Regions from separate parts of the Mus musculus genome. Here all the other regions are linked to region 2. The links are chromatin contacts, called in public ChIA-PET and promoter capture Hi-C maps. All regions are on one chromosome and are shown on one strand. The core of a region is the stretch at or near the end of the contact, and the rest is flanking DNA. Distances in the headings are between cores, read along the strand shown.

What was found. ChIA-PET counts read pairs in DNA pulled down with a chosen protein or histone mark. Capture Hi-C pulls out chosen DNA fragments and counts their contacts.
Region 1: a promoter capture Hi-C map of pancreatic islet shows a contact between it and region 2. The contact joins the promoter of F630206G17Rik here to the promoter of Clint1 in region 2. A contact is called at or near these places in 10 of 39 promoter capture datasets (the 3T3-L1 cell line, 3T3-L1-derived adipocytes, HPC-7-derived erythroid cells and 6 more), 1 of 15 datasets of contacts at CTCF or cohesin (the G1E-ER4 cell line), 47 of 484 Hi-C or Micro-C datasets (the Ba/F3 cell line, CD4 T cells, CD8 T cells and 32 more), 21 of 115 datasets of contacts at active chromatin or transcription factors (CD8 T cells, the SCID.adh cell line, bone marrow-derived dendritic cells and 14 more) and 4 of 9 other capture datasets (adipose tissue, embryonic stem cells, liver and 1 more).
Region 3: a contact with region 2 is called in an RNA polymerase II ChIA-PET map of memory CD8 T cells, with 665 read pairs. The contact joins the enhancer-like site here to the promoter of Clint1 in region 2. A contact is called at or near these places in 1 of 15 datasets of contacts at CTCF or cohesin (the G1E-ER4 cell line), 29 of 484 Hi-C or Micro-C datasets (the Ba/F3 cell line, CD4 T cells, CD8 T cells and 17 more), 11 of 115 datasets of contacts at active chromatin or transcription factors (CD8 T cells, bone marrow-derived macrophages, effector CD8 T cells and 6 more) and 2 of 9 other capture datasets (adipose tissue and liver).

Annotation. Positions count from the first base shown.
Region 1 is chr11:45,805,128-45,809,456 of GRCm38.p6, reverse strand. F630206G17Rik (RIKEN cDNA F630206G17 gene) reads right to left here and starts at 1,374. Exons shown (of 4, transcript NR_045876.1): 1 at 1,133-1,374.
Region 2 is chr11:45,849,401-45,853,997 of GRCm38.p6, reverse strand. It overlaps Clint1 (clathrin interactor 1), which reads right to left and starts at 2,029. Exons shown (of 12, transcript NM_001045520.4): 1 at 1,806-2,029. The coding sequence starts at 1,846.
Region 3 is chr11:45,790,414-45,794,814 of GRCm38.p6, reverse strand. No RefSeq gene overlaps it. Among named protein-coding and RNA genes, the nearest start is that of F630206G17Rik, 15 kb to the left of the region's middle. Within about 2 kb of position 2,859, at least 20 of the 459 cell types and tissues checked have an H3K27ac peak or open chromatin away from gene starts, as enhancers often do. A contact at or near this core is called in CD8 T cells, Th1 cells, Th2 cells and 2 more, where this site is marked.

The DNA.
Region 1 (4,329 bases), core at 125-2,624, 44 kb after region 2:
CAAGGTTAAAGCAGGCTGTTGCTTTCTGGATGCTAATCAGCTGTGAAAACTTTTGATCTTCTCTGGAAAACACACACAGACACAGACACACAGTCACAGACAGACAGACAGACAGAGACACACACACACACACACACACACACACACGCAGAAACACACCCTTTGCAATGGACCTCTTCAGAGAGTTGGAAAGGGGAAGGTGGCTTTGCTGGAAGTGCACTGGTTTCGTTTAGCAGTTGTTTTCATTCCTTGTAGGGCTCAGTGAGAGCCTGGAATATCCAGTAATATTTGAGTTCCCTCTACCAAATGCAGTGAGGATTTTGTGTGTTTCTCCACGATAAAATACCCATTTCAAAGAGGGCAATGGGGCAGTTTAGTGCTGCATGGGCAAGCCCTCCCCCCCCCCCCCCCCGTGTTCCACCCCCACACTGCAAAAACAAATAACAAGTACAAAAGAATGCCCTCCCCCAAATTCTCCCTCCCCCGAAAAGTTCTAGTTTTTAGTAGCTTAGAGATTCACAATAAACTTCACAAACACCTTTTCAAAGGAGATGGGAGTGGAGTGGTTAAGAGACTTATAGGTGTTTAAGGGGATGCTATCCTACTGTGGTATTTTAATGGCACTGCGTTTTTGTCAGTAGGGGTTGGGACAAGTGTCCTATTGCTACCTTACACACCTAACTGGATACTGGATACTTTGCAGTGAGTGACATTGTCTTTCTAGGACACAGTGTTTTGCTATATAGCCCAGGCTCTCTTCAAACCTTTCTGCACCCTCACTGCTGTTCTTTCTCCCCAACTTCAGCTTTTACCCTCCCCCCTCTCCTTTTATTTATTTATTTATTTTTGAAGCGAGATCTAATGTAGCACAGGCTGGCCTCAGCTTGCTCTGTAGTCAAGGATGACCCGCAGTTGCTGATCTTCCTTCCTCCACCCCCCCCGCCCCCCCAATGTGAAGGGAATTTGGGTTCCTTTCAAGTTCTCAGTCTCACTCATACAAAGATTTAAAAACAGACTCAGAAGGGAGTTAGAGGACAGTTAGAGATCCGGAGAAAAGTGGCTGAGTAGTCAAGGGTAAATGTCAAGCAGCTACTGAGAGGAAGGAGAGAGAGGGGAGCAGAGAAAGTCATACCTTTTTGAGTTAGGGTCCGAGACAGCTGGGTGATCAGCGATGGAGGGAGGGCTGTATAAAACTGCATGGTAGATGGGGGGGTGGGGTGGGGGCTTCAGAGAAGTAGTCTTGCACCGAGCTCGAGGGCAAGCAAGCTCACCCAGGCTTTTGGCCAGCATCGACAGAGATAAAAGAAGAAACACACTTGGCGCAGGGCTGCAGATCCAAGTTTAGAGGCCATCTTATTTCGGGCTCTTGTGGTCTAGGGCACCAGAATGATTGGGCCGAGGACACGTGGTTAGAGACAGAAATATAGTTTATTAAGGAAGGGAAACCACTGCCCAGAACAGAAGTGGGCTTGTGAGTGGAGAGAACAAGCCACAGCAGGGCGAGGTGCAGAGCCGATTACACGGCATTTCTATGCTTTTCTCCAGCACGCTTTCTTCATGGGAAGAAGTCCAGGTTTGGAAGGGTTTCCAGTCTTCCAGCATAGTGGTCTGGAGCATGCTTTGTTTCTCCTGCGATCCCCAGGGTGGGGAAAGACTTCCTTCACTCTGAACATCTTCTTTGGATGTTCATTTTAATGTTTCAGACTCTAGGCTCTTCTTTCCAGCCACACAAGTGTTGAGAGTACAGGCATGTGTTACCACCACACCCACCTTCAATATAATGAGTTTATTTTATGATCTAATTGGGGTATTGTGTGTTTGCACTGCTGAGGTTAGAACCCAGGACCTCACACATGTAAACCAAGTACCTTAGCACTGAACTATGTCCTTGCCCCACTCCCTGCCCTACTTTCCTGAATGCTTGGGTTAGATACATCAGTACTAATCTCTCACTTAGATCAGGCTCCCTTGATGGTGGCATTATTAATATTTGGGGCCAGATTACTGTGGGCTGACTCTGCCCTGTGTGTCCCTGGCCTTTATTTACTAGATACCAGTTAGTATTTTCAATAGTGAAATATCTGCCCAGATATTGTCACATGTCCCTTAGGGGTGAGGTTGCCAATTTAGCAAATACAAATAGAGACTGTCTAGTTAAAATAGAATTTAACTAAGGAAACAGCAAACAATTTTTATAAGTATAAATTCAGCTGGATGGACTCTACAGGCTCAGGCAGTCTACTGGGATGAAGTGTGTGCAAATTCCCCCCCACCCCCATGTTTCTTAATGGTTCTTCTAGATAAAAATTTGCATGCACCAGTGATCTCATATTATTAACCACTTCATGCTTGTGATTTTGCCCCACTCTTGGCTATTCAAGTCCTCGTGTACTTTCCAATTCAACTATGTCCCTCAGTCAGTCCTCATGGTACTTACCAATGAGCATTATTGGCCTTGGGCACAAGAGGAAGTAGAACTACTTAAAGTATAAGAAGATGAAGTGAGACTTAGTCACAAACCAAAACCAGGCAAGGCAACTCAGGATGATGTCTATGCAAGCACTGTCCTTCCACAAATGATGAAGGACCGAGCCAGCTAGGCATCGGAGACACTCTGCTCCTCCAAGATCTCCACAAAAAGTCAGGCCCAGAACTTAACACAAGGTCCTCACCTTGCCAGTTGGTTAGCAGATATTTCTGGGTAGTGGCTATGGTAGCCAGGGGCTGGCACAGTAATAAGGAAAAAAACTCCATCCTGTGATTGTCAGAAGCACATTGTACCTCCATAAAGAGATGCTTGCTGATAACAGGTGGCATATCCCCAGGGGCTGTCCAGGAACAAACAGAACCAAGTGACCATGGGCAGAGTGGGAGGCTGAAAGGCTTTGTAATCAGATAGGAGGTTGGAAGGAAGGGTAGAGTTTGGGCTGGTTGTGGCCGGTGAGTGCTGGTGAAGATTAATAATTGGCTGTTCAAAGCAGCGTGGTGGTGTGATGACCCTTTCCATCCACAGTCCTTCATATTTGTTTTCTGTCTGTTTAGAGAAGTGGAGCATGCTTAGGGGAAAGTTCAAGAAGGAAGCTTGCAGCTGGGCCAGTGGTGATGCCCACCTTTAATCCTAGCACTTAGGAGACAGAGGCAGGTCCATCTCTGAGTTCAAAGTCAGCCTGAGCTACAGAGCATGGTCCAGGACAGCCAGGGCTACACAGAGAAGCCCTGTCCTAGTAAACCAGAAACAAACAAATAATAATAACAAAGGGAATATTCCCAACAATCTATTACACTCCACTCTGCAAACAGTTTAATTGGACTGAAACAGGGACTTAGGCTGCTTTTGCCAAAAAGTGCTGACTCTTTATTTAGTCCCGTAGGTGTCTAATGGGTAACTAAAATCTAGGCTATTCTGTCTTTATTTTGCATCTGTGCCCTTGGCTGACTTGAACTTTGGGTTAGAGTCCTTCTTGACACTTCACTAGGGTGTGTTTGATGTAAAAGTGGCAATGCCTCTCCCCCCAAATCCACCCGAAGGCTGACTCAGTAAATTATCAACCTTTAGTGTTTAAGCCTTTTTCCAGATTACCTGAATGGTACCTAGAAGTTGCCAGTCTTAAATTACCTTAATCTGAAGAATAAATTACCTTAATCTGAAGGCCTAACTGACTCCATCTTGCCGGTCTGACTTCTTGCTGGTCTTGCTGGTCTGACTTGTCCCTTCTCTGAGTCATTCTTCCCTGTAGTTCTCTTGGATTCCAGGAAAAACAGGTCTCATCAGTACACATCTTGTGACACGGAGGAAACTGTCCCCAGGCAGTAGCCGCATGCTGAGATAAGGATGGACCAGCCCACAGTTTGAAAGACTGCTTGACTGTGTGCATGCTTACCTGACCTCTGTACAGAAGCTGTTCCTCTGTTCAGAAGCCTGGCTTCTTATCAGCTCGCAGAAGACTGCAGCAGGGAACTCTCTGTTCCTCCCAAGTGTGACTGCCCTGAACACAGTCTTTGCTTGCTTCACTGGGGCGGGTTATTATTTGGTCAGCTGAGTGGTGGTGACTAACCGAGCCTGATCTACTGTTGAACCCACAGAGTCGGGCCTCTGGCCTAGGATCCAATAGCAAGACAAATACCTTAAAGATGACATGTCAGGGCCTAGTGTGTTGATGCGTGCTCCAAGTCTTAGCACTGTGGAGGTTGATACATGAGAAGCCTGAGTTCTAGGCTAGCCTGGGATACATAGACTGATCCCATCTCAATTTTTTAATTTTAAAATTTTTTACTTATTTTATTTTTATAGGAAATCTTTTTACAAAATATTACTTATTTTTATTTCTA
Region 2 (4,597 bases), core at 780-3,279:
TGACTACATTGTAAAGAATTTTAAAGAATTTATATAAAGAAAATATCTAGTTAAAAAAAAAAATTTCCTTCCTGCCAGTTAAAGAGGAAAATCAACTGTTGAGTACTCCTCAGTAAAATTGCCTCCTGTTTCAACTTCGGTGTGTCAGGTACACAAAAAGAGCTTTGGGAAAGTTCTTGGTGGCAACAGTCTTACACATCCTTGAGTAAATTGGCTCAAGGCTATAATCCACATTGAGCAAAACCAAGAAAAGACAGCAGGCTGGTTTCACTGTCCCTTCAGACTGCAGTATCGCACACTTGGTAGGGGGTGAGCTGGGGGTGGGTTTCTTAGTAATTTTCTTCAGCTATTCAGTCTTGGAATCAGAGGTGTGGCAGTTTTGTTAAGACCTCTTTCAACTTTTACACTAAGCTGGTATTCTCTTCCTCATATGATACACTGAAAACAGCCATGGATCTGTAAAAGAAATGACTTTTCTCTTTGGCAAAAAAACAGAGCTTACAAGTAATGAAATGGTCCCAGCTAAATGTCTGCACACTTAATGGGAAAACTGAATACTAAAACCACCAAAGCAAAATCTTTTCAGACTCGCAGCTTCTCAGTGAGGTTTCTCTTCCTCCAAAGTCAGTGGGAAAATTGTTCTCTTCAGAAGCACAGACAGGAACGTGTTGTATCACAAATCATCCTAAGGAAACGGAAGCCCCTGGCTCTTCACCCTCATGGACTAAGAGGGCCGCAATGATCTTCATCCTGAACTGGAGAAGACGGGAATTCTACAAAGTTAAGAACTTAGCTCTTTCGGTTCTGAAAACGGTACTCCTTAAGCACTTCCTTGGTAGCAAAGCACCATCAGAAGCGTCAGACAAGTTGCTTTAAAGAATGTTGTTTTCTGGGGTCAAAAAGAGCTTCTATACTTCCTGGTTTCAGGTTAGGTGGGTGGTTCAAAAGAACTGTTTCTTTACCACACTTATTGCATAATCACAAAAACCCAAAAAGGAAGAGGGCTGGTTAAATATTTAAAGTCTTATTTCCTGGTGACCTAAAAGACCTACTGTTATTTTCGATATGCTCAACTTAAAGTGCTAAGGGTTTCTGAGTATACTAAAAGCACTGAGTTATTTTACTCTGAAAGGAGTTAAAAACAGGTCAACAGGATATAAACTGGGCTTTTTTTCTTTTCCTTCACCCTTTAGAGTAATTTTTATTTACATGATTGCCCACCCCAAAAGGAAGTGTAGTGGTAAAGTTAGAGGAAAACAGTCACGGAAAGTTGTCTGGTCATCTGCTTTCACTTAGTGTGACAAACCCGAAGGGCGAGTCTCCTCTTGAGCAACTCCAGCCTGTCCACAGTGACCACTTGTTACACCTCCCACTCACTCCACTGCAGGTTCACTAGAAATTCAAAGGTGTCTACCAAGGTAAAGGGCATACCAGGCCAGGCCTAAGGTGTCTCCGAATTACACCACGGGGGTTACCGGGGACGGGAGCACGCGTCCCCTCGCCCCCAAGCCGGGCCTGGTGTCCAGGAGGCCAAACTCCAAGCTGGGTACGACGATCAAAGCATCTGTCTGCCCGGCGCGGGGTAGGGGCGCGGTGAGGACGTCCCGGGGAGCAGAGACCGGAGCAGGGAGGGGGGTTTTGAGCCGCCAGAGGCTCGGAGACCGAGGCCCAGGCCCGCCGCGGCCGCCGCCTTCACCAGGCCGCAGGGCGGGGGGGCGTGCCGCGTGTCCCCGCGCGCTGGACCACCGTGCGCACGCTCCCCGCCCCCGCCGCGGGGCCGGCCGCAACTGCCCCCCGATACTCACGCTTTGTCCACCAGCTCCCGCACCTTCCACATGTTCAGCATCGCGCCCCGCGCGGCCCGGCCCGCCGCCGCCCGCCGCCACTCTCCACGGACCCCGGGACGCCTCCGCGCCGGGGCTGGTCCAGGTCCGGGTCGCCGCCGCCACCCACCGCCGCGAACTCTCCCTAGCCGGAGCTCCTTCTCCCGGCCACAGCCACGGCGCCGCCAGTGACACGTCGAGACGCGGCCGCACCGGCGCTGCGTGGGGCGGAAGTGGCCGGCTTTCCGCCCGCGCCGCGCGCCGCACGCCGGGAATTGTAGTCCGCGCCCTGCGCCCCCGGAGCGTGAGAGGGCTGAGATCGCTGCGGTTTGGGGACCTCTGACACAGCCTCCGCGTGATTGCCATCACAACAGTTGCAAGACTTACTCGCGCTCACCTTCTTCAGATGTACACATTGATGCTAAGCACGATTACAGAGTGTGATTGGCGTGCGTGTTCTTCATCTACGCACGTGTTTCTGCATTTGCTTCCAAACATATAGGCGTCTATACATCACTGAACCTGGGATTCCAGCCCTGACCAGTGTAGAATTTTATTCTAAATCCTTCCCCACTCTAGTTTTATGATACAATGATTTTATCTGTAGACAGCTACCTAGTACCCTCGTTAAGATAGTTTGTAACAAGCCTCAGAAACTTAGTTCACATTAGTTGGGAAACCAGAAAGCCACCAGTACTCATACACAGCATACCTATATGTGTTTTATGTGATATACCCAAGAACTCTGTGGCTTTGGTTTCTAAAAGCATACATAATTTTTGAGATCTGCTAAAGTAATTTCCACTGATCAGGTTTTTCACTTAATATGTCAGTCAAAACTTGTGATAAAACTTGAAGTAATACTACATTTTGTTTTAGGCAATTCCTTAATTTTTATAAGTTTTACCTGCCCTGGTTGCAGACTGCTTTAATCCTAGCACTCAGAAGGCAGAGGCAGGCGAATCTCAATGCGTTTGAGGACAGTCTAGTTTACATCAGAAGTTCCAGGTCAGCCAGGGTTACACAATAAGACCTTAATTTTTAAGTTATAATTAAAACCTTTAATTAAATGTTATTTATTTGTAAAGAAATAAAATAAAAATTACTTAAATGTTAAAATAAAGTTATATATGTAAATATATATGTATTTATACATATACATTTTTTTAATTAAAAAATAATTCTGCCACTATTTACTGAGCATCTTCAGGGTGTTACAAGCGAGGACTACAGCTGGGGCTCAAGTTCCCTGGGAGCTTAAAGGTCACTGGAGGAGGGACATAACAATCAAGAAAATATTTAATTAGAGAGAATAAGTGCTTGTCAAAACCAAGAACATAATGTTACAGACAACAATGTCAGAGGAAAAACAGCAGAATATTCAGGGCTCTTTGAGGAGATTGAATGTATGCTAAAACTGGAACAATACAAAGGAACTGGCCCTAAGAAGATCAAGAAAAGAATGATTGGGGGAGGGAACACAAGACAAGTAAGATTCACAACGAAGGGCAAACAGTGGCTGTAAATAGCCAAGACCCAGGCCCTCTTATTCCAGATCCTTTAGTCAAGACGTCAGTTTGCATTTACTTGGTTATTGGAAGCAGCTTTGAAAGCACTCCAGTATGGTCCCGAAAAAGAAGCAAACAAAACTGAGAACCTCAGAGTGCAGAAACCAAAACAAAGCTGACTCACATATTCCTTAAGATAGGGGCTCTAGAGATCAAGCTAAGTCAGTTGGAGCCATAGGTTGGGAAAGGAGGCAAAGGGGTGCAGAGGTAATTGGAGAACCAGAGCTTTCAAAAAAAAAAAAAAAAGTGTAATTTTCCTCTTGAAAGTATTGTCCAGCCCAAGGTTCAAAGGCAGGAATGCGGCCAGGGCAGATAAGAGAAACTGCTTTGCATCAATAAGAGCTCAACAAGTTAACTTTCAGACAGGCCAGTCATGAGGACACCTGCAGAATGAACTCGGCACAAAACAAGCAGTGTCCATACCCTGGGCAGTGCACAGCTGGCCTCAACATTTAACCACCAAGCACAATGTGAGCATCTGATACTCTCAATCAGACTTCATCTGAGGTGTCACCTGTGGCATGTTTACAGCCCACTGGGGCCATCTAGAACCCTTCCTGCCCAGCTGTCACTCGAGAGAGCTCCCCAAAGGGAGTTTGTTTAAAAGGTGGTCTCCTGAGATTAATCATTTGCATATCAGCTGAGTGCTCCATTTTTACCTTTTTATCATGCAAGTTTGGGAGCAGTTTCCACAGTAACTTCTTTATAGCGACTTAAATGTCCAGGATAGAAAAATAAATGAGAAGGTGCCTTGCCCATCCCTCCTCAGGAAAATATATTTTTCACTAACTGAACCAACGCTTTGAAGTAAGACTAAACTATTATGTGCTTTGAAAGCCAACATACTCAGCTCTGTTGCATGCCATGAGCAGTCACAGACAATGGACACCTACTGCCTAGTCCAGGTGGTTGGCTCTCAAATGGTTCCTAGGAGAGGTTCTATTCACGGAGCCCAATATGGCAGCCATGGGACAACACTTTTACCAAAGATCACAGTTGGGATCTCGGATTCCCAGGTTCCTAGCTTCTTATTCAAATAAGTAAAATAAGGGCTTACACTGATTTTCAAAGCATCAAGAAAACTTCATTTAAAGCAAAGTGATAGAAAAGATTAGAATACACTGCTAGGCAGCAGCGGGCTATGAGAGTGAAGGACTTCAGGACTCTGATTCATGCTTGACACTCCCTCTCAGGGAGTTTAGGAGG
Region 3 (4,401 bases), core at 1,610-4,109, 60 kb after region 2:
GAGGAAATAGAGCTGAGGTAAGAGAGCAGGAAGTGGTGGTGGTGTGTACATGCCTCTAGCCCACATGGAAAATTACTTGTTTTTGTGAAAGGCTATGAAGTTCTAGGGAAAATACATTTACTTGGGTGTGTTCATTAGCACTACCTATAATAGTGCAAGTAACTCCAAATAGACAAAATGTATAAGACCATAGCATAGCAGCACACTTTAAAGAAACTACTGTCTGAGTGGGTTTGTACATATGAATGCAGTGCCAGCAGAGGCCGGAAGAGGGCGGCAAATTCCCTTGGTATGTGCTATGGGTACTGGGAATCAAACTCTGGTCCTCTGCATGAGCAGCGTGCATCCTTAACTGTGAAGCCATCTCTAATTAGGCATGGAAGGTGGCACAGGGAGGGGAACAATTGCCCAGCGAGCTTGAGGACCTGAGTTTAAGTCCTACACAAAGCTGGGTGTGGTGGTACATGTATGTCTGTAATCCTGATATTCCTAGGGATAGAAACAGAAGAATTCCTGAATGCTTGTTGCCCATCTAGCCTGGCTTAAGCCACTGCAAACAAAAAAGAGACCCTTCATTCCTTAGAAGGCAAGGACCCAGGAGTGAGGTTGTTCTCTGGCTTCCACATGTATTGTGGCTTGTGCACACCCCATTACAAAAATCTGCAACTGCTCGAGCGCTCGCGCGCGCGCGCGCACACACACACACACACACACACACACACACACACACGGGATAAAACAGATAGAGACTATTACATCTGGCTTTAAGCAATGACAACGACAACAACAACAACACCACAATAGAAATGTGGGGTCCCGGGGACCAAACTCAGGACAAGCACTTGACCAACTGTGTTCCCTTCTACCACCCATCTGGAGTTTGATTATGACAATTTCTAAACATAGAAAGAACTTGAAAGTAGGTCACTGCCTGACGGCATCGAGCAGAGCAAGGAGCGTTGGCTGTGGGCTCTGAAGAAATGTTACTGTGAGACCAGATGTGAGAGCTAAAGGGCAAGGTCAGTAACAGCATGGAAGGAAAGTAAGACTTGTAGCTGGGGACGAGTCAAGCTGACCAGGTAAGAGAGAGGGCAGGCAGGTTCTGGGAAGGCAGTGTCTGCAGGCTATGGTTGGTGACTCCCATGAAGTGATGAATCACTCTTTTTGCCCTTATACATATCTTGTTTCTTATACAGCCCCGTGTAAGCTTTAAGTAAGATGATATCTAACAAGGGTATTCCAGGCCACTCCATAGATAAGTAGTGAGGGGGCTACTTATGATGCACTCAATAAAGTCTGCAGCTACAATCTTGGCAACTATGGTAAGAGTCAGTTCGAGGTCAAAGTAAATTTGCAAGCTGGTAAGAGGACGTGGTTTAGCTAAGGGCTAAGAGACCCTGGCAAAATCTATAGCTAGCAGTACTTCAAGGTTAGTGAGTGACGGGGCTGGCCATGTCTAATGGCCAGAACACAATGAAAGTCACTAGCTATCAAAATGAGTCAGAGAGGGAGTGAGGACATCAAGGCATGGCCATTCTCCCAATGACAGGAGCAGCATGTGTGCAGCACATGAGCCTGTCCCTGGTACAGGGGGTGGGGGCACAGGTCTTGAGCTTGTTGGCTCTCCATCCTCTCAATATTCAAGGTGCTCAGAGAATTAACCAATCTCAGTAGAAATCACCCCAGTCTGTTCATTTTCTACTGTAAGTCCTATAAAAATCCTTACACGAAGAAGCCCAGTGCAACCCATTTGTGCCCCACTCCATACTCCCCCCCACCCCCCATGTACCACAGGGGGTTTACTTTTCTCACCATCCTTCCTTGGTTCCATCTGGAGCTTTGCTTGGTTTCTGTCACCCTCAAAGCCTTTGTTAAATCTTCTCTACAATCAAAGCTCTTTTTCAGGGCCTAGAGAGACGTGTAAGCAGTCAAAAGACCTTGCTGCTCTTGTGAAAGACCTGGGTTCAATTCCCAGCACCCACGTGGCCGCTCACAACCTTCTTAATTCCAGTTCCAGGGGATCTCAGTTCCTCTCCTGGTTTCTGGCAGCACCAGATCTACAAAGCTATGTACAGACAAAGCACCTATACATGCAAAAGGCATGAAAAAAATATAAAACAATAACCTCCAGTCCTTTAAAAGTGCATCATATTTGTCTCTGTGAATTTTGCTCTTCGAGATTCAGAGATTAAAAGCCCAAACCAAACTGTCACCTCAGTAACATGTGTGTGGTCATGAGTGTCTCACATGCTAACTCGATCCAGTTATGCATACCTGAGACAAACGTCAGTTGTCACCTTCACATTCAGAGATACCCACTTCTCCCATTTCAGCAAGGTCCAGGCTTCAGAGAGACCACGGAGAATAGTAAGGAGAATTGAAGTAAGGAGTCAGATTAGGGGTTAGGTTCACATCCAGACAAAGTTCTCTTCTTGCTCATTCATTTTGGGCAAGGGCTTGCATCTCTGCTCATAAGCTTCTCTCCTTGCTGAATGAAGACACTCTTAACTTTGTGTGTTTTAAACTGGATGAAGATACAGCCACCATTGTTTATGTAGGTGCCTGGGCAGCCTTTTGTCTTGGAGTTGGTAGCAGCTTCCATCTGGAATAGCCAGGTTTTAAATTTTCCCATTAGACCACAGAACAAACTCACTTAGCGATTTCACCCTAGCCAAACTCAATGAAGAGACTCGAACGAAGAGACAGCTATGTCACACATCTGCTGCTGGACCACTTGGCTGGTAGGTTTTCAGAGGTTGTAACCAACAAAAGAACAGAAATAAGCTCTCAAGGAGACCTGTGGGAGGGAGGGAGATTAAACTCTTCAACTCTTTAACTTCTACTAGTCAAAGCAGTAGCTCTAAAAAACCACATTGCCAGTCACTTAGCTTTACCACAGAGCTGTCTGTCGTACTGGACCATGGTTCTTCCCACACTTAGGCACCCACTTCCTTGAAATACATATGCTACCTATAGGGTGTGTATCTATACCTATAGGGTGTGTATCCATCTCATGCATCTCTTTCCTCTGTTGTTCTGAGTTATGGGGTGGCAACCTATTTTTCCAAAACTGCATGATCTCTATCGTTATGAAAACCACACATGTCTCAGTCATGATAACTTAACCCAGTCAATATCTTTCATGGCTGTTCAGTAGAAAGTTTGTGGCATTAGTACGCTTTTTTTTCAAGATTTATTTATTATTATATCTAAGTACACTGTAGCTGTCTTCAGATGCACCAGAAGTGGGCATCAGGTCTCATTATGGATGGTTGTGAGCCACCATGTGGTTGCTGGGATTTGAACTCAGGACCTTCGGAAGAGCAGTCGGTGCTCTTAACCACTGAGCCATCTCTCCAGCCCATTAGTACGCTTTTATGCTTAAATTTACATTAAGAATTTTGGGAAGGGGATGTGACTAAAGAGATGGCTCAGTGGTTGAGACTATTGGCTACTCTTCCAGAGGATTGGAGCTTGAATCCCAGCACCCACATGGTAGCTAGTAACTGTAACACCAAATCCTGAGTACCAAATGCCCTCTTCTGGCTTCCTCAGGCCATGTATGTGTGATGCACAGGCAAACACGTAACCAAAACACTCAAACACATGAAATTTAATAAATAATTAAATATTAATTTTTCCCCACAAAACTTACAATTAAAAATTTAGACTTCCTTCACACCCGTTTGCTTGTCTGTAAATACTCAGGAATCTTTTACAGGTGGTTTGATTGGATAAGGGAGCACGAATGGAAGATAAAAGAAATGAAACCTCCTTAACCCACCTTGAATTTTGTTTCTTTTTGTGTGTCTTTATGTACGTTATGCAAGCACATGTGTCGTGCATATGGAGGCCAGAGGCTAATATTCAATGTCTTCTTCAATTGCTCTCCAGATTGCGATTATGATCATTATTTACTACGACGACGACTACTACTGCTGCTACTACCGCTACTATTGAGACAGAGTCTCTCACTGAACCCAGATTGTGCTGATTTGGCTAGATTGGTTGGCAAGCACACTCCAGGGGCGCTCCTGTCTCTGACTACCCATTGCTGGATTATCTCTGACTGACTTCCCATTGCTGGATTATACACGCTCTGCTACGTAGGGCTCTTTGTTTATGTGTAGGGGATCAAACTCAGGCCCTCATCCTTGACTGACAAGTGCTTTACAAACTGAGCCAGCGACTGCTTGAAATTCCTGTTGTTCCCCAGACCTGAATAAGCTCTCTTCTTCCTTGCATGCTCCCAGACTTTGCAGAGGACCACTCTTGAATTAACCTCTCTGCCTGGAGATCATGAGTCAGGAATTTTACTTCAGACTCACTCAAAAAGTTGTGACTGCCGTTGAGAAAGCCTTTCAGGAATCTCTTAGTTTTCTGACGTGTCTCATGGTGTAG